3 separate regions of the Pan troglodytes genome follow, and all the other regions are linked to region 1. The links are chromatin contacts, called in public Hi-C and HiChIP or PLAC-seq maps. All regions are on one chromosome and are shown on one strand. The core of a region is the stretch at or near the end of the contact, and the rest is flanking DNA. Distances in the headings are between cores, read along the strand shown.

What was found. A called contact is a pair of places that touch in the nucleus more often than the background predicts. HiChIP or PLAC-seq counts read pairs in DNA pulled down with a chosen protein or histone mark.
Region 2: a contact with region 1 is called in a Hi-C map of stem cell-derived neural progenitor cells, with 2.4 times the contacts expected there. The contact joins the promoter of CNOT9 here to the promoter of CTDSP1 in region 1. A contact is called at or near these places in 1 of 7 Hi-C or Micro-C datasets (stem cell-derived neural progenitor cells) and 1 of 1 datasets of contacts at active chromatin or transcription factors (stem cell-derived excitatory neurons).
Region 3: a contact with region 1 is called in an H3K4me3 HiChIP or PLAC-seq map of stem cell-derived excitatory neurons, with 5 times the contacts expected there. The contact joins the promoter of PNKD here to the promoter of CTDSP1 in region 1. A contact is called at or near these places in 1 of 7 Hi-C or Micro-C datasets (stem cell-derived neural progenitor cells), 1 of 1 datasets of contacts at active chromatin or transcription factors (stem cell-derived excitatory neurons) and 1 of 1 other capture datasets (stem cell-derived neural stem cells).

The regions. Positions count from the first base shown.
Region 1 is chr13:120,655,660-120,660,812 of NHGRI_mPanTro3-v2.0_pri, reverse strand. It overlaps CTDSP1 (CTD small phosphatase 1), which reads right to left and starts at 2,303. Exons shown (of 7, transcript XM_009444295.5): 1 at 1,872-2,303; 2 at 314-462. The coding sequence starts at 1,938.
Region 2 is chr13:120,824,947-120,830,099 of NHGRI_mPanTro3-v2.0_pri, reverse strand. It overlaps CNOT9 (CCR4-NOT transcription complex subunit 9), which reads right to left and starts at 2,200. Exons shown (of 8, transcript NM_001246448.1): 1 at 2,093-2,200. The coding sequence starts at 2,116. It overlaps USP37 (ubiquitin specific peptidase 37), which reads left to right and starts at 2,282. Exons shown (of 26, transcript XM_054679350.1): 1 at 2,282-2,404.
Region 3 is chr13:120,527,763-120,532,915 of NHGRI_mPanTro3-v2.0_pri, reverse strand. It overlaps PNKD (PNKD metallo-beta-lactamase domain containing), which reads right to left and starts at 3,016. Exons shown (of 9, transcript XM_016950482.3): 1 at 2,933-3,016; 2 at 1,986-2,154. The coding sequence starts at 2,999. It overlaps AAMP (angio associated migratory cell protein), which reads left to right and starts at 3,393. Exons shown (of 11, transcript NM_001246564.1): 1 at 3,393-3,570; 2 at 4,003-4,155. The coding sequence starts at 3,450.

The DNA.
Region 1 (5,153 bases), core at 1,054-3,553:
AGAGGAACCCCAGGCCCCAGGAACAGATACTTCCCCCTTCCCAGCTTTGCCCCTGCCAGCTCTAGGGCTTGGGTAGGCCTCCTGGCTCTTTGAGACCTCTCTGAAAACCAAGGTAGAAAAAAGCTTCCACTCATGAGGGAGAATTCAGTTTCCCCACAGTGGGCAGGGCCTGGCAGGGGAGGCTGCCACCCTCCTACTCTGCACCTTTCAGGTCTGCAAGTCCATCCTGAAAAGCTCAGTCAGGAGCCCCTTCCCCTAAAGCCCTGAAGACTGAGTCCAGGTGCCCCCGCGGCCCCACCTGGCCCCCACGCACCTTAGGGATGGCGCCATTCTCCTCCACAAGCAGGGGCGCCCCGCTGTGAGCAGGCAGGGCCTCCCCATCATCCCGGCAGACACAGCAGAAGAGTGAGTGGAGGATGCCCCGGCTTCGGGGCTTCTGGGAAGCTGCTGACTTCTGGTCACCTGAAGTAGGGAGGCGCAAGTTGGAGGCTCGGTGCACACTGGCCTGCAGAATCCTGCATGTGTGCCCAGGTGTGAACCCCTGAGCCAGGAGGATCCTGCCGTGGCCCCTTCATCCAGACACACGAAGGCAGCTCCTGACTTTCTCTGAAACGCCCCTGTCAGGGCCCCACAATCAACTCCAAGGCTCCTGCAGTTCCCAGACAAATAGGTCTAGCAGGTATTAAGGCGCCCACATAGGGAGTGCGTGGCCTGGAGAAGGGGGTCCTGGGGTGCTCTCTCCCTGCCTCTCACAGCCTCCATGACTGCTGCTGATCAGCCCCATTGCGGTGCCTCCTGACCCCACCTTACCTGAGCACCTCTGCTCAGGACAGCCAGGGCCTGGGACCCAGGGCAGTCCACCCCTGCCCTCCCTCCATCCTCTCCACCCCCGTGGGTACGAAGTCCTCACTGCGGCTGGGCCCAGAGGCAGGGGTGCAGTCCCGCGGCCTGGGGCCAGTGTCCAGTGGCCATCTGTTTGCCCTGCCCCGCCCAGACCTCCGACCTGGAGCCTGATTGACAGATACCCCTCCCACCCCACCCCCCTCCGGCCCCCTGCAACTAGCCTTTCCACCTTGCCCTCAGCTCCGGGGCAGCCAGACCCAGGCGAGGGTGGGCAGACCTGGGGGCAGCGTCCAGGTCCTGAGGTCCACACGGGGAAAAAGAGAAGACAGACCCCCCCACCCCGGCCCAGCCACACTGGGGGACGCAGCCTCGTCGGGGCGGCGAGGCTTTGCGGGGTGGTGCGTGCCCACTAGGCGCACGACTCTCCCCGCGGGCGCCAAGCGACTCTTGGAAGTGCGGCCGTCCTCTCTGTGCCTCCGAGGAGGTCGGCGCCTCCACGCGTGACGCTAAGTTTGTGGAGAACGTGGCTGTGTGTTGGCGGGAGATCCCTCCAAGCCTCCCCAGCCTGCTGTCACCTCGGCGCCCCCTCCCAAAACCCTACCGGACCGCAGCCCGGGGGGGTGGGGGTGGGGGTGGGGGTGGGGGGTGGGGCGGAGTCTCAGCGGGTGGCCCATAGGCGCCCTCCTCAGCTCCCCCATCTCCCAGCCCCATTGGCGCCAATGGTGGGGGGGGCGCCCAGGCACCACGCAATGCCTGCCAGGAAACCCCCGAAGGAGTTCCCTCTCTATTCCTGCCTCAGTTTCCTCACCTCGAGCGGACAGGAGCGCCCCAAAGGCGCCAGGCCCCGCCCCGCGTCTCTGAGCCTCATTTGAGTTCAAACTCTCTCTGCTCCCTCTCGGGCTGGGAGCTTCGGGCACAGCTAAGGCGGCCGCCCGGGGCGGCGGCGGCGGCTCCCCTGGGGAAGATCCCGGCCCCTTCTCTCCTCCCACGGCGCCCCGGCTTCGACCCCCTCCCCGCAGCCCCGGTACCTTTGCCCCGCAGCGGGCCCCGAGCCTCCTCCTTGCTGATCTGAGTAATGACGGCCGAGCTGTCCATGGGGCCGGGCGCGCTCCGCTCCGGCCGGACTCTGGCCCGGGCGCCCGGCCTCCCCCCCGGCTGGGGCCGGAATCGGGGCGCGGGGGGGAGGGGACGGGTGGGAGGGAGGGATCCCCGCGAGCTCCGGAGGGGAGGGGAGCCAGGTTCTAGGGGGGAGGGGGAGGGAGGGGGCGCGGAGGAAACTTTGTTACAACATGGAGTTTCCTTCCCGCGAGGCGGATGCAAACATGGAACCCAGGCGCCGTTTCAAGGCTCCCCCTTAAAAGGGCAACGGCGTCGGCGTGACCTGGACTCGGCTGTGGCTTTCGCCACTTCTGGGACCGGCGCGGCTAGGCGGACTGGGAGGCGGGCCGGGCCGGGTTCCTGCCGCGCTCCAGGGGGCGTCGCCTCCCTTCCTGCCGCCCGCCGGCGGGGCTGAGTCTCTGCGGCTGCGTGGCAGGCCCGGCACCCGGCTCACCGTTCCAGGCCGCCGAGCGCCCTGGGCCAAGGCCCGCCCGCCCGCCCGCCCGGAGCGCCCACGCCGGGGAGTGCCCGAGTGCGGCGCGGCTCCACCTCTGCGTTTTCTGAGGACCCGGGACTAGAGGCTTCTTGGTTTCCTCGTTGAAGACTTGGAGATAGCACTACCTTATCTGTAAAATGGGTCTTCTCTCCTGTCTGGTGGTCGCAGAGATCACCTCGCAAGGACGTCAAGAGCCTGCGAAGGCTCTGCTGGCCCGAAACAGCTGTGCAAACCTCAGAATCACGCTCTTGAATGGGACGGTCGCCGCCCCCCGCAGCCCCAGGGCGAGGTGCCCCCGGTCTGTAGGACGTGAAATTCCAACTCCCTGCCCTGGGAAAGCCCCCTGCCGACCTCTCCCCACGGCCCCACCCGGGGCCCCGCACGTCTACCCGCCGCGCACGGGCCACCGCGCGTTCCCGCCTGAAGTTTTCGTACGCGCTGTTCCTTTCGCGTAGCGAAATTCCACCGACCTCGAGGAAATGCCACCTTCTCCAGGGGCCTTCCCAGACCCCCTCCCCTGCCCGCGGTTGCCGGCCGCCCTGTGATTACTGGGGGTGCGGTGGGAGTCACTGGACTCGCTGCCGATCCTAGGAGCCCAGCACGGCGCCGCACGCGGTGGACCCAAAGCCCGACCGTGGGGGACCTCAAACCAGAGGCCCTCAAGGCCCGTTCCACCCGGCCTGTGGCGCAGTGCTGGGCACTTGGGAACGGAGGTCCCTGTCTTCTCGCTGGAAGCACCTCCGTGGTGCGCGCCGTGGGTCTGCGGGTTGGTCTTTTTCCTCGTTTATGAAGTTCTTTTCACTCGTCCTTACTATTTTGTAAGTTCACCATTTAAAAATTAATAATGCCAAGCCCGACAAACACGCCTCGGCACTTCCTCCCCTCCCCCTCTCCCGCGGGCCTCCGTGGCGGGGCGGGGCGGGCGCGTCCTGTCCCGTCCGGCCGCCGGGTGCGACGCGGCGCACGTCCGCCAGGCCCTGCCGAGGGGGAGCCGGGGAGGGGAGGCCCCGCGCGGGGGCCGGGAGGGGAAGGGAGGTGAGCGGCGCCTGCCAGAAGGCGCGGCGGCTTCGTGCGCTGAGGCTGGGAGTAGGGGCGGGAGGGGACTGTCGGGGACTGATACCCCGGTCCCCGGGCTGGATCCCTCGGCCCTCCTCCTGCTCCTGGGTAGCCCACGGGGCGGCCACCATTGCGCTTCATCACCGTGATCGCCACACGCTGCTGGCGTTTTCCTAGGCCTGCTCTGGCTGCGCCCCCTAATCTCATTTACCCCTTAGAACGGCCTCCTTCTTAACCCATTTCACAGATGAGGAAACTGAGCTTCAAGAAAGGAAGCGACGTGCTTCGGGTCTACCGGCAAGGGCAAAGGCGGGATTCCAGCCTGGGAGCCGGACATCTGTCTCCCCTGCGGTCCGGCCCCCTGGGTGGGGCCTCGGCTTTATCTCCGGATGCGGGGCCCTCATGACCCCAAAAGGAAGCGTGTGGCGAGGGACTGAGTGGAGTCGTGGCCTCGCCCTTGGCCTGGGTTGGGTGGCGCGCCTTCCTCTCCCTCTGTGAAGGGGGCTGGAACCTGGCCGGCTGTCCCCACACCCACCATTCCCAGACGCGCCATCCTGGGCTCACAGGATTCCTCAGGAATCCCCCACCTCCTCCACCCCATCTTATCGCCACTTCAAGCCGTTGCCCGTGCAGTTCTTTTCCCAGGGAGACCTAACTCCTCCTCCCAGGCTCCCAAAGCGGCAGAGATAGCCGCGCCTTCTGCCTGGAGCCCTGGACTTCTCTCCCCACGCCTGGGGCGGGTAGTGAGTTACGGAGTGAGTCGAGAGGCCAGGATTGCGTGGGGGGAGGGGGGTCCTTCGAGTGTCCTCACTGTAGGGGTTGTCTACACCCAGCTGCCCTCTGTCTCTACAGGTGGAGGTCGCTTTATGCACTCTATTTTTTGTCTGTTTTATCATTCGCACCCCAGGAAAAATAAAATCATGGGGGCCACAAGTCAGAGACGGGGAGGGGCAGGAACGGGATTCAGCAAGGTGCTGTCTGGCACCTGTGGATTTGGAAGCGTCTCTTCCAACACAGTCCCTCAGTTTCCCCATCTGCCAAACAGGGCTGGTAAAAGCCCAACCCAGGGGGAGGGGGGGAGCCGTGCAGAAAGTCGGGGTGCATTCAGCAGGCTCTTGGGGAGTGCCGAGTGCGACCACGCCCTCCCTGGGAGGCCTAAAGGGAGCTTCCAGAAGAGCAACTCTGCACCCCTCTTCCTGGAGGGTCGATTTGAGGCCAGGCTGGAAGAACCAGAGCTACTATGGGGGGAATGGGGGCAGCTCTAAGTAGACGCCTTCCAGTGTCCAGATGACTGACCTTGGCGCGACCTCATCACTAGCCCTTTGCCCAGGTCCTGGGTAGCCCTTTAGCCGGCTCTCCGTGTCTTCTTGACCAACCTGCCTATTACTCTGCCGTCCCCCGTCCTGCTCCACAAGATCTAAGACGTCCCCAGAAAGCTTCAGGTCTTGGCAGATGTGCACACACGTACCCCCATGCTCCTGGCACTCTCATTCCTCCTGGACTGTCCTGTCAACACTCCCCCCTACCGCCGACCCCCCTTCAGCAAGATTCAGTCCCCTTCCCTGGCTGGCGTCACGGGCAGCGCCCTTCACCGCATCCTGCCACAGTGACTTGTTTGCACAGCTGTCTCCCGCCGCTGGAGTGTGGGGTCCTTGAGAAC
Region 2 (5,153 bases), core at 951-3,450, 170 kb before region 1:
TCATTACTGTCCCTTTACCCACATCAGAATAATGCAGTTTGCTCCAACGGAAGGCATGAAGAATTGAGAATGAGGTGGCTCAACTTTTTACGTTTTAGTTTCCTCACTAGCTAAATATAACCTAGTGAATGAGTGGTACGAAGGAATTTGTCAGAGCTGCTACGAGGTCCAAACATCCTAAGTGAAAGTGCATCTAAAAGTTCAAATTTTAAAATTAATGTAAGGCACTGAAAACGTGAAGAAACATGTATGGAGTACTTATTATAAGTAATGTACCACAGCTTTAATGGTTGTTTAAAAGATGCATTAGGGAGCAATTGAAAATAAAAGGAATAGCTACAGAGTTTGGGAAGGCACAGGGAAAAGAGTGGCTCAGTATCGAAGATAAAATTCTGGAGAAGACATAATCAGATTTTGAGAGATGGACAAGTCAACCTTAGAATAATTTCCCTTATTTAACCTGTCTTTCCCCTAATAGCAGCACACTCATCTTTCAACTTGCTTTTCCCCATGTTACTATATAATTTGGGAGAAGGAACTAAAAAGCTAGGGGAATTGCAATGACCTAATTGAGATATAAAAGATACTCTCTACATTGAATAGTTACAAACACTTAGAAACAGTATGAAAGGAGGCAGAGATACCAACAGCACTGGAACTGACAATGGAGATCAAATCTCAAAAAGCAGTTTTCTATAGCTTAGTCATACTTGGCTCAATTTTTCACTTTTTGTACTTAAACGTATGGCAATTTTTGGTGCTTTATTTAGTAATTACGTCATTTTGCCTGATAATACAATTTCAGTACATTACTTTCCTTAAATCATTTCCCTTTGGTTAAACAGAAAAAGCAGAATTGGTCTTCAGGAAGGTATGCTCAAATCAAATGATCTCCTTTCCCCATCATGGCAATGTTCTTTCAGTGGTCACCTTCCCTTCAATATTCTTTCATGCAGCAAAGTATCTGAGTCTTTAATCTTGTACTAGGAACTGTCCTGGCGCCGGGGAAACCACGTCAACAGGGCTCACATGATCCCTGTCCCTGCCCTCAAGGAGACAGACAACAAATAAACGAATACAATAATTACACGGGGATCAGGGCTGTAAAGGGTACTCTACTAAAATTAGAGGCTGCGGAACTAATTTGAAGAGGATAGTCAGGGAAGGCCACTCTGAGACCGATTTAGGCAGAGACCTGAAGAAAGATGGATTTGGATAAACAGTTTAAGGAGAGGAAGGAGAGTTCAAGGAAGAGGTACCAATTACACTCATGCTGTGTATGTAAAGGAGGAGGGATAAGAAGAACATTCACTCCAGGCATAGAGACCACAAAGTGCATCTTGGAGAAAAAAAAGCGCGTTGCAGAGGGTTAGGTGGCCAGAGTAGCTGAAGCTTTAGGAGCAAGAGACATAAAACGAGATTATAAACGTGGGTTAAGTACCACATCATACAGGGCCGTGCAGGCTATGGCAAGGAGTCTAGATTTTATTTAAATGCCAAGAGAAATAGGATTACTTCGGATAGCTGAATTACACTATCTTTCTTTTTTGTTAAAAGATCACGCGGGTAAAACGAGATGTGTCGAGGAAAAGTTTTAAACGCAGAGAACCTAAGTCAGATGCAAAAATTATGCACTTTTCCGGGCCTCAGGTTTTCCATAAATAAAGCAAGTGGTTTGAACTAGAAGCCATTTCCTTCCCGCTGCGACGTGGTGAGTTCTAAGAGCAGGGGCCGCGTCAGATTGACCATGGAATTCCCCTCATCGACGCCGGCCCCCAGAACACAACTGGCGTCCTGAAACTGTTGATCAGCGCAATAAATCAGTGAATGGCCTGCTACGGGCGCGGGACCAGGCCCCGGCGCCCGCAAAGAACGCGATGGGTCGCGCTGAAGGCCGCGAGAGGCGTCCGGCAAGGAAATAGGGGCCGGCTCCACCACAACCAAAGCGTGCCGAGGAGGGGAACCGGGGCCTTGGAGATTGAGGGCAGAAAAAAATCAGACTAGGGACCCGACACCGGGAATTAGGAGAGAAGGCCGAAACGTGGGTCTGAGAAAGGATTCTGGTTCCAAGCCTGGGGGCCCAGCCACTCACCGCAGCCGTCGCCAGGCTGTGCATGTTGTGAGCGGCCGCCGCTCTCTTCCACAGCCGGACGCGTCCGACCCGGGTCCCCGCTTCAGCACCCCTGCAGCGGAAAATAATGAGCCGCCGTAGCCGCCATCCGACTCCGTCTCGCTCCGCCCACTTCGCGGCCCTCTGACCTCTCACCCCTGACCCCACCCACACATCCTCTTCCCGCCTCCAGGGCCTAGTTAACAGTCCCAGAATATGTCCTTTGCCCCTTAAGATTTAGGACCGGAAGGACGTCCGCGACCACTAGTCCCCGCAACTTCTGGCTTTGAGCAGGTATTTCCAGAGAGCGGCGTGAACTCTGACCCTCCTCCAAAGGCCAGTGAACGGCGGGAAAAGATGGACAGTCCCGACAAGACAACTATTGCGCATGCCCGACTGGGCTGCGTAGGAGGGAAATGGTGGGGGGGCGTCGAAATCGGGTGAGGTGGAAAGTGCGCGTGCCTACTACAGTCACGGCAGGGGCGGGGCTGCCCGGGCTAGGCCGCCCGGGCTAGGCCGCGCTAGGTACTGGCGGGGCGGGGCGAGGGCGTGTGAGGGGCGGAGTTTTCGACTGACGCGCACGCGCCTGTCTGGTCGCGTCGAGTGTGCGTGCGTGCGTGCGTGTTTGCGTGTGGTCACAGTTCCCGCCATCAGCCGCTCTCCCTGACTAGGGGTAGCTAGCGGCCTCCCTCCTTTGGGTTCGGTATCCCTACTTCCATTACCCTCGGCTCCTCCCACTCCTCGCGGGCTCCGTGCTTTCCGCGGGTCTGTCCGGGGGCTCCGGACCCTCGGCGCAGGTAAGGCGGGCCGGGGTAGCTTCTCAATTGAGCCGTTTTCCCTACCTCCCCCTCCTTCTGTGCGATCCGCCCACTCGGCGTTCACTCCTCTGGAGTTCGCCCTGCTGCTACTCAGCCCGCCCACAACCCCTCGACGCACCCCCAGCCTCACAGGTACTACCTTTGGGTGCACTGCCCCGGCTTCCACCTCTCCTTTGACTTGGTCTCCACTGCCACTCGCTCCCTCCGAAACTCAAACCTGGCCCCTTTTCTCTGGGGCTGTTGTCGTTCGCCTCTTACCTTCTAACAGGGCCTGCTGTCTCTTCAGGTGACTTTCGTTACGGCACATCCATCAGGCCTTGGACATGATACTCATTCACTCTCTTGACCATCTTCACCTTCCTCTTGACCAGTCCTCACTGCAAAACATGAATTGTATTTTTGTTGTGCATTTCCTTGCGCCCATTTCTAGCCGCCAGATCAGGTTGTTAGATGTAACTATTTTAAGTCATGATCCATGAAAGGAAATGATGATTGATGACAAAATCCTGTGTCCTGAAGAGTTGTCCTAAAGTGGTTTTGGGGTATTCCTCTCAAAATTTCAGCTCTGTATAAATTCCTTTATTGAGGTGGCAATTCCTGACAAGTGTCTAACTGGAAGAGATACCTGAGAGGGAATGTCAAGTAGGCAGTTGGATATAGTGGGTTTGGAGATCTTAGGAGAGTTCTGGGCTGCGTACGTAAATGTGCGCGGTGTGTGTATGTGTTTGTCATCTGCCATATTGATAGTAATTGAAGCCATGGATGTGGATGAAATTGCCGAAAAAGAGTATAGTGCTGTAAAATAAAGGCACCTAGGATGGAGCATTGACGGATTCCTGATGTTTAATAACCAATAGAGGAGGATGCGTCTTGCAAGCCATGAAAAAAGTCATCAGTAGTGTTGCATTCTGCTGAAAGGTAAAATGGAAGGAGGACTGAAAAACCCAGTGATATAAAAGTACTCACTTGTCTTAAAGATGTTTGATGAAGTAAAATGAGTATTTGGGTTCAGTCCTAGGTCCTCTTCTTTTACTCTTGTATTCCTCCCTAAGCTTTAAATTTGATCTATATATTGATGACTTAAAAATTGTTATTTCCAGCCTATTCCCTTTGTTTTCAGCTCCACATCTAGATAGCCAGCTGTCTGCTTGACATCTCAACTTGATTTTTTTCTTAGGAGTTTCAGATGCAACACAGCCAAATCCAAAGCCTTGATCTTTCTCTCCATATCGAAATTCTTTCTTCTCCAGTGTCCCAGTTTATTAAGTGGCACATGACACAGGCTACACACTTGGGAGGCATTCTTGACTTCTACTCTCTCCAAGTTCTATCTATTCTACTTCCAATATGTGTCTTGCATCTTTTTCTGTACATTTTCACTGTCACTTTTCTAGTTTAAGCCACAGTCCTTAAAAAACCTGGACTTGATTGCCTTGGCTTCCTGTATTATCATCTGTAAAATGGAAATAGTAATTTTCAGCCTATTGGATTGTTATGAGGATTAAGTGAGATAACCATGATAAGCACTTGGCACAGAGTAAATGGCCAGTAAGCATTAATTGTTATTGTAATTGTTATAAGCTGATCAACTTCAATACTCTTCTATCTGGTTACATTATTTTCTTCTGTTCTTGCTCTTAGTCACTCTCCCAAAACCCAAACCAACCATATATGACTTCCTCATTCAGTAGTAACATATTTCTTTGCTTAAAACCTTTCGGTGGATTTCCTCCTGGTAAGTGCTTGTTACATTTAGGATAAAATTCGGAATCTTTACTGTGGTTCACAAGACTGCATAACCTGGTTCTTGCCTGCTTCACTAACTTCATCTTCCTCCTCTCCTTCACTAAACTGTAGCCACATTGCTTTTAATTTCCCTAGTCATATCAAGTTATTTTACAATTCAAGGCCTTTGGGGATGCTGTTTGCCTGAATTGTTCCAGCACCACCATCTATCAGTCATCTCCTGCAGTTTTCAACTTAAGTGATATCTTCTCAGGGAAGCCTTCTCAATGTTATCCTCTACCCCAAGTCTTAATCTTAAGACTCATCATTCCATGTATCTTGCTTTATATCATTTCTCAGAACTTGTAATTATTGTTATTATTATTTTTTGAGATGGAGTTTTTGCTCTGTTGCCTAAGCTGGAGTACAATGGCATGATCTCAGCTCACTGCAACCTCCGCCCCCTAAATTCAAGCGATTCTCTCGTCTCAGCCTCCCAA
Region 3 (5,153 bases), core at 1,767-4,266, 130 kb after region 1:
CCAGCCTGGGCAACAAGAGTGAAACTCTGTCTCAAAAAAAATAAATAAATAAGTAAAAAAAATCAAAAAAAAAAAAATAAAAACACAAAAAGTAACTGGGCATGGTGGCACTCAACTGGGGTCCCAGCTACTCAGGAGGCTGAGGTAGGAGGATCACTTGAGCCCAGGAGGTGGAGGTTGCAGTGAGCTGACGATCACAACACTGCACTCCAGCCTGGGTAACAGAGCGAGACTCCGTCTCAAAAAACAAAAAACAAAACAAACAAATGAGGAAACTGAGGCCCAGAGTCGAGTCATTTGGACTCAGTAAAGAGCAGTGCTTTTTTTTGCCTCCACACCCTGAATACCTTCTTTGATTCTCTTTATTGTTTCAAGGCTGAGCGGGACCCCACCCTCCTGGCCGGCAGCTCTGAGGGCTTGGTCCCGAGGGCCCGAGGCCTAGGCTGGTTGCACTTAAGTCTCTGGGTTTGCCCCACCATCCAGCTGGGAACACTGAGCTCTGTGAGAGGGAGCACACATGAGTAACCAGCCCCACCCTCTGCCCCTCCCATCCCAAGGGACTCACAAACCCAGACCTGGTTCCTTTCTACTAAACACTCAATAACTTTATTTGCCTTTGGCTGGCTCCTTGGTGTGGGGCGGGGTAGGGTTTGGCAACAGCCTGGGCTTCATGCGCCCTCTGGTGGACCTCAGAGGCACGAACTGGAATCTGGGCCAAACCTGAGGACTTAACAGTCAATAGTCTAGGAGGGTCGCAGCGCTCCTCAGGTCTGCACCCCAGACTCAACATCAGGGGACGGGGCACTCTGGGAGGAAGCCCTGAACCTCTGGCTCTCATACTCGCCCGTGTTGGACAACCGCATGTTCTGCCGAGCCTTCATCTGCTTCACACGGTCCTTGTCCACTTCCCGCTTGGTGAGGATGAAGAGGAGGATACCACAAGGGAAGCCGATGGCCCTACGGGTGGGGAGATGTGCACGGGGTTTGGGGAGGGGCCAAGCCTGAGCCAGAGGAGCTGGGGGGAGTCATTCTAGCTTCATCAGTTGCATGAATGCTGCAATACCTCTTATAGTCTATTCATCCTCTGTGCTGGCTGCTGGAGGGACCCACACAAATCAGATCCTGTCACTTCCCTGCTTAAAACCCCGTAACTCCATCACTTCCTGGCCAAGTCCAAACTCCTAGACATGGCACAAAAGGCCCAGTGTGGCTGGGTCTCTGCCTGCCTCTTTCCTCCTCCCCCCTAGAGCCTGATCCTCAGCACGAGCCCTGCATTCCTGCAACAGCACCTGTGCAGGATTTTCCAGGCAGCCCTGACGCTTTCCCTCTCTGAGACTTGGCCAAGGTACCCTCCCAGTTTTCCCCTCTTAAGCTAAGTAGCCACTGCTTGGGAGGCACTTTGGTATGGGGGAAAGAGCATGGAGTCACAGACTAGGTGAGAATCCTAGCTCAGTCTCAGTTCCTTCCTCTGTGAAATGGGGATGTAATACTTATCTCAAACACTAAAACATTACATGGCAAAGTACTGGCACACCTCACATGCAGAAAAAAATGTTGATTTCTTCCTCCTTTCCCTTTAATATTGGTCAATAATATGTATTAAGGTCAGAGTCAGAGCCCAATCACAATGTTCATAACGCCTTCTGAGTACTACTATACAACTAGTACAAGCTCACATGATCTCAACGAACTACTTACTTAAACTTGGGTCTCACTCCAAGCTCCCAAAAGGGAGGATGAGGCCAGGGACCCAAGTCTGAATCAGATCAACTCAGCTTACTCCACAGTAGACCCACTGTCTTCTCAATTCCACATACTTTCCCACCTCCGCTGCCCCACCCCTCTGAGATTCCAATCGAACCCAACAATTCTGTTCCCACAACTTTGGATTCAGCTCGCCACCTGAAACTTGGAGAAGTTTCTAAGTCCTGCCCTCCCCTACAAGCCACACCCCGTTGGTGGGCAAAGGGGTGGTTAAAACTCACCAGGCCAGTCCCACAGCTTTCATGGGGTTCTTGCCCCTCTTTCTGGGAATGTATTCCAGCTCCGGGGATAGGGGTTCAGGTTCCTCCTTGCCCTCTGGGGAGCTGTGGCTTTGCAGGGCCCGGGTCCTGTTATGAGAAGCCTTGTTAGCTGTGGCTCCTGCGAGAATCCCTGTGGATGGAGGTAAGGAAGGTCAGTAAGAAGAGATGAGAAGAAAGCAAGCGGGGAGGTGGGGGGCAGTAAGGGCTTGGGAGGAGCGGCTGAGATCTGGGGAAGGGGAGTGACTGCAGTCTGAAGTAACAAGTGCCAAGGAGAATCCAAAGGGAAATGGGAAAATCGCCACCGAGGTGGCACCTTTGGAAGCCACTTCCACGTCACTGCGGGCTCATCACCCTGGTGCCAGGACGAAAAGCTTCGCTGTTCTTCCTCAGACAACAGCATGGGAAGGACTGCAGTGGGACTCACATAAGACGTATGAAGGAAATCCGGGAAAAGGTTTTGAAACTGCAAATGTTAGCACTGGAAGGGACCTTAAAGATAGTCTACTCCATCCCCTGCACTGTACGGAAGAGGAAACTGAAGCCCTGAGAGAAAAACTGCTTTGCCCAAGGTCAAACTGCTAATTATCCGGGGCTGGAACCCAAGCCTCCAGAAGCCCGGGGCTCTTTCCTCTGCACTGCGGTGAGTGTGAAACACCTGGAGCGCGGGAGTCCAACAGGCTTCCTAGGAGCTCCCTCTTGAAACAAGACCCCGGAGGTGTCGAGCAACCCGAAGGCGGGGGGATGCACTGGGTGACCTCTAAAGAGCATCTCTGCACCCCCAGACTCTAAGATCTTGCAGAAAAGTGTGGGCAGGAACCAAGAGCCCTGACCTCCTGCTATCGTCGGGCTGGACGTGAAAGAAAAGGGATCTTCTGCAGTCCTGCCCTCCCCGGGGTCCCTCTCCTTACCCCGGAGGACGCGGGCATTTCTCGCCCCCCGGCCCTTCAGCGCCGTAGCAGCTACCACCGCCGCCATGTTCAGATCCCACCCCCGCCTTCACTGCGCTCCCCGCCGGGAATTGTAGTTTGCGTAAGGGGCCTCCCCCGCTCCTTCCGTCCTGCCTACAGACCAGAAACTACATCTCCCAGAAGCCCGCAGAGCGGACCCAGGAGAACTACTCTTCCCAGGAGACCCCGGAGGCGCGCACGCTCGCTTGTTTCCCTCCAGTTGGGGGCGGAGTCAGGTGGGGCGGAGTTTGGGTTATCTCCGCCACGCCCCGGCCCCATCTTCCAATGCCGCTCTGTGATTGGTGAGGCGGCCAGCCAACCTTCGTAGCTATTGGCCGAACGGCCGTCGCTCTTCCTGCCGGGGAGTCGCCTACGCCTACTTCCTCCCGGGAGGAGGGGCTCGAGTTCCGCGTCGTCGCGCAGAGCTGACTCTGGGAGGCGTTTGGGCCCAGAGAAGTGGATCCGCCGCTTGCGCCGCATGGAGTCCGAATCGGAAAGCGGGGCTGCTGCTGACACCCCCCAACTGGAGACCCTAAGCTTCCATGGTGATGAAGAGATTATCGAGGTGGTAGAACTTGATCCCGGTCCGCCGGACCCAGGTGAGAACTGCCGCTCCTCAGGCCATGGGACAGGAGACGCTCACTCCTGGCCTCTGACTCCTGCTTTTCCCCGCTCGCCTCCACACCCGACCGGTCATTCCTACCGATATCCCTCTTCCCCTCCTCCCCCACTCCCACCCTCACACTTAGTTCTCAGGCCTGGCTGGGGTGGGGGTTCCCTGACGCCTCCTCTGGCCCTTCCCCTCACACACCCCCTTCCCATCATCCCCTTGGCCCTCCCTTACCGCACGGTCTCTGGCCAGCCGTGGCCTCCCGTCCTGTGTCCCGCGCGCCCCCCCCGGACCCCGGTGTGTCTGACTCCACCTTCCCTTCTCGCCACATGACCCGCCCCAGCCTCAGGCCTCCTCATGCTTCTCTCCGTACCTCTTACCGCCTCCCGAGCCCCATCTTCTAACCCTCTCCCCAAAGCAGATGACCTGGCCCAGGAGATGGAAGATGTGGACTTTGAGGAAGAAGAGGAGGAAGAGGGCAACGAAGAGGGCTGGGTTCTAGAACCCCAGGAAGGGGTGGTCGGCAGCATGGAGGGCCCCGACGATAGCGAGGTCACCTTTGCATTGCACTCAGGTAGGTCTTTGAGGCGATCCACCTCAAATCAGTTTAGGTGGGCGTGTAAGCATTAAACATCAGCCATGGACAGAACGTTATGGGGGACACAGAGATGGGCAAGATGCTGGCCTTGCGCTGGAGGAGCCCACAGGTGGGAAAGTGTGGCAGAATGGATGATTGCTTGGCTTCTGGCATCAGTCGAGACACCCTCTACATTGCCAGTTAACCTTGATTAACCTCTTAGTTTTCTTTTAAAAAGTTATCTTTGGCCGGGCGCGGTGGCTCACTCCTGAAATCCCAGCACTTTAGGAGGCTGAGGCAGGTGGATCACTTGAGGTCAGGAGTTCGAGACCAGCCTGGCCAACATGGCAAAACCCAGTCTCTACTAAAAATACAAAAATTTGGCTGGGCATGGTGGCTCACGCCTGTAATCCCAGCACTTTAGGAGCCCCAGGCAGGCGGATCACAAGGTCGGGAGTTCCAGACCAGCCTGGCCAATATGGTGAAACCCCGTCTCTACTAAAAATACAAAAATTAGCTGGGCGTGGTAGCGGGCGCCTGTAGTCCCAGCTCCTCGGGAGGTTGAGGCAGGAGAATTGCTTGAACCCGGGAGGCGGAGGTTGCAGTGGACCAAGACTGCACCATTGCACTCTAGCCTGGGCAACAGAATGAGAGTCTGTCTCCAAAAAAAAAAAAAAAAAGTTATCTTTGATAAAAGTTAATAAAAGTAGTGAGTATAAAATTAGAGATAATTGGCCAGGTGCGGTGGCTCACGCCTGTAATCACAGCACTTTGGAAGGCCAAAGCGGGTGGATCACCTGAGGTCAGGAGTTCAAGACCAGCCTGGCCGACATGGTGAAACCTCATCTCTACTAAAAAAAAAAAAAAAATTAGCTGGGTGTGGTGGCATGTGCCTGTAATCCCAGCTACTCCGGAGGCTGAGGAAGGAGAATCACTTGAACCTGGGAGGCGGAGGTTGCATTGAGCTGAGATTGCGCCACTGCACTTCGGCCTGG